Regions from separate parts of the Mus musculus genome. Here region 2 is linked to region 1. A link is a contact called in public Hi-C data. All regions are on one chromosome and are shown on one strand. Each heading gives the region's core, a stretch centred on a gene start, on an enhancer-like site or on the middle of the called end of the contact. The rest is flanking DNA. Distances are from core to core; before and after follow the strand shown. Region 1 overlaps Myo16 (myosin XVI). Region 2 overlaps Col4a2 (collagen, type IV, alpha 2).

What was found. Hi-C and Micro-C count contacts between places; a contact is called where the count stands out from the background.
Region 2: a Hi-C map of cortical neurons shows a contact between it and region 1, with 4 times the contacts expected there. The contact joins two enhancer-like sites. A contact is called at or near these places in 4 of 39 promoter capture datasets (hippocampal neurons, liver, pre-B cells and 1 more), 1 of 15 datasets of contacts at CTCF or cohesin (stem cell-derived epiblast-like cells), 11 of 484 Hi-C or Micro-C datasets (cortical neurons, differentiating embryonic stem cells, embryonic stem cells and 5 more), 3 of 115 datasets of contacts at active chromatin or transcription factors (SST interneurons, bone marrow-derived dendritic cells and kidney) and 1 of 9 other capture datasets (embryonic stem cells).

What each region holds. Positions count from the first base shown.
Region 1 is chr8:10,417,668-10,420,524 of GRCm38.p6, reverse strand. The region is part of intron 16 of Myo16 (myosin XVI); the gene reads right to left. The region is part of intron 1 of Gm51561 (a long non-coding RNA gene); the gene reads left to right. Among named protein-coding and RNA genes, the nearest start is that of Gm51561, 11 kb to the left of the region's middle. Within about 2 kb of position 1,439, at least 21 of the 459 cell types and tissues checked have an H3K27ac peak or open chromatin away from gene starts, as enhancers often do. A contact at or near this core is called in cortical neurons and stem cell-derived neural stem cells, where this site is marked.
Region 2 is chr8:11,418,474-11,421,330 of GRCm38.p6, reverse strand. It overlaps Col4a2 (collagen, type IV, alpha 2), which reads right to left. Exons shown (of 48, transcript NM_009932.4): 21 at 662-754; 22 at 9-163. Among named protein-coding and RNA genes, the nearest start is that of E230013L22Rik, 58 kb to the left of the region's middle. Within about 2 kb of position 1,465, at least 83 of the 459 cell types and tissues checked have an H3K27ac peak or open chromatin away from gene starts, as enhancers often do. A contact at or near this core is called in cortical neurons and stem cell-derived neural stem cells, where this site is marked.

The sequences.
Region 1 (2,857 bases), core at 190-2,689:
TCCATGCTGAACATCAGGAAGGTTGTTTTTATGTTTTTGTTTTTGTGGTTGTTTTTGTTTTTGTTTTGTTTTTTTAATTTCAGTCCCCTAGTAACTTCCAAGTTCTGATTTTAAAGAATGTATCTTTAGCTTTACGTGCAGATGTGTAAACATATAACCTGATCCCAGGACTCTGTAAAAACCGAGGTGGTGACCCCCACATGTTTGATGTGAGCCTGAGGGAGTTCCCTAAAACACACAGAAGGAGTATACCAAGTCCCCTCGTCCCCACCCCACCCCTTCCAGGCCCTGCTGACAAACTCTTTCTCATTGCAACTAAATGAGTCCCACTTAAGGAAAAATGTTTTCTTTATCTCCTGGCTGGCACAGAAACACGGTATATTTTAGATCCCTCAGATGGTGTTCTGGCCTAGGATATGTGAGCGGACATTCTTACGGGAGTTTTAATTTCTGTTTGTACTTTTGTTGTTGTTAGCTTGTGATGTGTAGCATTAATCACGTGGCCCAATGAGAATGGAAGAAGGACCAGCAGCAGGCCTGGAGGGACTTGCTGAGAGATCCTACCCGGCCCCCTGGGGCCCTGAGGCTCCAGTGCCTTTCCACATTCAGGTTGATCCACCATCAAAAGATAGTGGGAGCAGGGGCTGTCTCTGGCAGCATCATTTGCCTCTGGACCTCTTTGCCATAGCTGGGCTACCTTGTCTTGTCACCATAGAAGAAAATGCATCTAGTCTTACTGCAACTTGCTATGCCAAGGCTGGCTAATAGCCTTGGGAAACCTCCTTTTTATTGAGGAGAAAGGGCAAAGGGATAGATTGGGGGGTTGTAGTCAGCGGGAGGAACTGGGAGGAGAGGAGGGAGGGGAAGGCGTGATTGGCATGAAAAGTAAATAACTTAAACAATAACAGAAAAAGATAATGGACTTCAGTAACTCTGATATGTCACTCATCAACTTGACCGGGTCATTCAAAGTCCTGACTCTTGATTTAATCCACTAAAGACTCTGGGCCTGATCCTGGATGAGGCCATAGTCAGGCAGCCACACAGAAGAGTGGAGGGACAATCCTGGAATCCAATGCTTCTGTGGACCTGAAAAACCTAACCCTTCCTTGTAATCTCTTCATAAGTGTGTGATCTCCATTGTTCTCTGTAGGATGCTAATAGGCAAAAGCTTCCTCAGGAGCAGTGACGGGTGGCGGGGTAGGGGCGGGCACACACTTGGCACTGAGTGGGAGCCAAGAGATCCCTGTCACCCACATGCACTGAGCGGTCTGCCTGGCCCATGAAGGAGAGAAGTATTTTGATCCCTCTCCCTAGGAGACTTGGTCTCCTCTCAACTGCACTCAACGACTGAGCATGCAGGCTTTGAGCAGGGCAAAACACATATGTGCCACTGAATATTCATGAACTGTGTTTATTGTTGCATATTCATGGGCTATAGGCAGTCCCTCTTGCTGAAGAGATTGTTCTCTAAATGCAGCCGGCATCCACAGCTCTGGCTCTGTTGCGACACAGGTGGGTTCAGCTGACAGCTCTGTCAGAGCACAAGTTTTGGCAGTGTGTTACCCAGCTAGGACAAAGGAAAGAGGTTACCTTCAGCTGGGTCCCATGACACTGTGTCCTCCAGGCGACCGAGACTGTGATCCTGAATGTCACTGTCATTAGATTTGGGGTCAACTAAGAGGCAAGCTTTTGGACCAGTTTCTGAGTGCCTTTCTAAGAAAGATTGACCAAGGTGTCAGGGCTCTCCCCCAGAGTAAGCAGCACTTCCCAGTGGTAGCCCAGACAGGATGTCAGGACGGAGGCACAGTGCTGCCTGCCTGCTTTTGCTCCTTGCTGGTGAGGGCATCCACCCTGTGGCTTTAGTGGCTGCCACCATCCTTTACTGACTTTTGAACCAAAGTTCTCCACTCATCCAAAGCGGACCAAGAATGAGTGGCTCTCCCCAGAGTCCACCCTGCCTTCTAAGCCGCACTGGATGGCTGAGGCAGGTTGAGCCTCACAGGTTGAGAAGTTGCTGCTTCTCAAGTATCGTCATCATCAGAACACAGTGTGAACCATCTATGAATCTCCCTGTGTAATACATTTTACCAGTTCTGGTCATTTAGAGAACCCTATCTAACATGAAGTCTTGGCAGTCCAGAGAACACATGGAGACTTCAAGAGAGGTTACCATGTGTTAAAACCCTAGATACGTGAGAAGGGGGCTGGGGTGTGGACAGTGCCTACCAGGGCTCAAAGGAACTCAGACTAATACAAAACGGGGTAGGGGAGGCCCCACTCCATACTCAGAGGGAAGGAGGCACTTCTGGCAGGGCAGTGTGGGTGCCCAGTGCAGTGGCAAAGGGTTCCACTTAGCGAGTGGCCGCTGCGGCGACTGGGCAGATGGGACTAGTCACTAGTATGACACTTTACTAGATCCATATAACAAGATCTGAAAGAACACACACACGCGTTATACAAACACACAAGTACATGTGCATACATGCACATATACACACATATGCACATATACACATGCCAGAGAAACACAGAAGCACACATGCATACATATATACATACATATATATGTTCACCTACACACATACATATACATACGCACATACACACATGCACACATGAAAACACCTGCACACACACATATACTTATATATAAACACACAAATGAACACATATAGTCAAACATAGACACACATAACATACATATATACTCTCACACAACACAGTCACACGTTAAAAACATACATACACACACAAGCTGTGAACATGACCCTGTGAAATCTCAGTGGGACCACCCAGTAGCCCTGCCCTTGCCCTTTTTCATTACCCAAATCTAAAACTCCCATCTATCTATCCA
Region 2 (2,857 bases), core at 216-2,715, 1.0 Mb before region 1:
TCTCTCACCTTGAATCCTGGGAACCCAGGGATACCGTGCAGGCCTGGGTCTCCTTGGTCGCCTTTCTTTCCGAGCTCCCCATTGACACCGGGAAAACCTTTGGGTCCTGGCAGTCCCGGAAGACCCCCGATGACCTGGCCACATTGGCAGTCTCCAGCTTCACCTGTCGTGATTAGGACAGGGTTGCATGCGTTAAGCTGGGCTTGGACTAGCAGGGGTAGAGGACAGGTGGAGGGGCTGGTGGGAGAAGACACTGAGTGCTGTGATTAAAGGCGTGCGCTGCCACGCCTGGCTTTAGAGTGCCTTTTATGCTGCATATACGTGCTGAGGTCACGGGTAGTCCTCATCCAGACATAAGGTGTTTCATAGGACTTGTACACAGCCCGAAGTTAACTTTACCCACAAGTTTTGGTGTGGCCACTTTGGCTGCGGCCCAGCGAGTGATGCCAGCTGTGGGATTCCCCACTTGCTGTGCCATATTGGCATATTGGTTCTCAGAGAGTTTCAGATTCTGTAGCATTTCAGATTTCAGATCAGACTGCCCATCCTTTACCCTCAGAGAAGTGAATGAAGGGTGGGGGCGGGGTCAACTTGCAAGAGGAGGTGACATGGGGGCTAGGTTGGGGTCACCATCCTGACCTTCCCACCCTGCAGTCCTCACCTTTCCATCCTTTCTGCCCTCGTGTTCCTGGGAAACCTGAAGGTCCCGGGTAGCCCACTCTCCCTTCTGATCCTTTCAGGCCAAACAGGAAGCCTACGGAAAAACACACAGGACAAAAGCATTTGTGAGAGTCGGCCAGATCAGTCAGGTCCAGTGCAGCCTCTCAGCCAAGTCTACCCCAGCTCCTTGCATCTCCAGACCCACACCAGCACCTCCAAGACAGAAGCTTGGACAGCCATGTGGCCATGGTCCCTCAGGATGGAACAGAGACCAGAGCCTGCAAATTTAGCTTTTCTACCAATGTATCGAGACCAATGTCTTTGCTTTTGAGGAACGTTCAGTCCAAACGAAGAATTTGACTTTTCAGCCATGTTGCTGATGGCCGCGCATCTCTGCTCAGCCTCAGAGAATGTCCCCCAAGGTGTGTGTGTGGGGGGGTGGGGGGGTTGGTGTGGGATTAAGATAAACTCAGCTCTCCCTCTGTCCCCTTTCTGGAGTGCATGCCCATCTCTTCTCAGACCTCCCCATTTCTCCTTTCTCCTGCACACATGAACACACATGTAAACCTGCAAACATGGGGGTCCTGGAAACTAACTGGAATTCTCCTAATTGGTACTGGGCATGGTTGACCTCACTAAATGACCTTGGCCCCAATATTCCTCTTCTAGGTTCACTTTTTTTTTCACTAAAGGTCAGAGTTATTAGTCACTACAGTGCCCCAATAATTGCACATATGTATATCAATTGACCAGATGAGACTCCACTAAGACCTCACAATTCTTAGAGGCCTTTGGGAAGACTGCCATCTGGTGGTGGATCCAAGGCTGCGTATCCAGGCGAGATTGGCTGTGCTGCAGGGTAGCTGAGTACCTCTGGACTCCTTTGCTTCTCATTGTCTTACTCTGTAGCCCAGGCTGGCCCCAAACTTATGGTGACTCTCTGGTCTCAGCCTCCCAGGTGTCAGGATGACAGGTATGAGCCACCAAGCCTTATTGCTGCTAAATCTAGTAGTGGTCATAGCTCCATCGAATACCCCAGGACAAGGTAGGTGCTTGTGGCTACACAGGAAAGGATAAGGAGGCAGTGACTTCAAAGGCATGGGATGGTTTGGGAGCGCCTAGGGAAGCAGAGATTTGTAGAAGAGACCAGCGGGCATTGTTCTGTGTAATCTGATCTGGCCTCACATCTAACACAGTCTCTCACTCACTCATTCATCCACCACAAGCCAGCTCCTGAGCCACGCCAGGCAGCAGGCCAGGAGCTGTGTTGGCACTGGGAAGCTGGCCTGCCTCGAGCTGACAGCTGAGATGCAGGGACACAGCTAACACGCTCAGCAAACAAATGTGAAGTTTCAGATTCTAGCTAGCACCGTGAGAGGGAAGCTGGGAGCAGCTGATTTAGAATGGGTGGTGTCCAGGGGGGTCTTCTGAGGAAGTGGCATGGACTGTGGCTGACAGAGGGAGCTGGCCAGGCGGGGAGCTGAAGGGCTCTCCAGAAATGGAACGGAGGGACCAAATGGCCCCTTAACAGTATGGAGCCATGACCAGGGAGTGTGTAAAGGGTACACGGAGGAGTGTTGTCATGGAGGAGGGGAGAAGACCCTCTTGGGCTTTTATTCCTAAGGGCAACGGGAGTCCTGAAGTGTTTTAAGGAGAGAGACTGCACCACACACTGTGAGTCCAGTGTGGAGAGTGAGGTGCCCAGAGACTCCTGGCTCAAGTACAGACGCTATGGAGGAATAGTGGTACCAGGGAATGTGTGGGTCAAAGAGGAGAGTGACAGCGTGGAGATCTGCAGCTCCGCTCTGGGCATTCTTGAGACCCAGTGCTGCTGATTCTAGTGAGAAGTTTCATGGCTGTAGCTCAGAGTACAGAGGAGGAATGGTGATGTTTTCACAGGGCTGCGTTCCCACTGGAGAGGAGAGGAGAGAAGAGGGGAAGAGAGGAGAGGAGAAAGGAGGGGAGGAGAGGAGAGGAAAGGAGAGGGGAGGGAAGGGAAGGGGAGGGGAGGGGAGGAGAGGAGAGGAGAGGGGAAGAGAGGAGAGGAGAGAGACAGAGAGACAGAGACAGGCAGAGAGAGACAAAGAGAGAGAGGTGGGGGAGGGAGGGAGAGAGAGAAGCAGTTAGAGAGGGAGAAGGAGAGGGAGAAGGAGAGGGAGAGGGAGAGGGAGAGGGAGAGGGGGCCACTGAGAAGTCC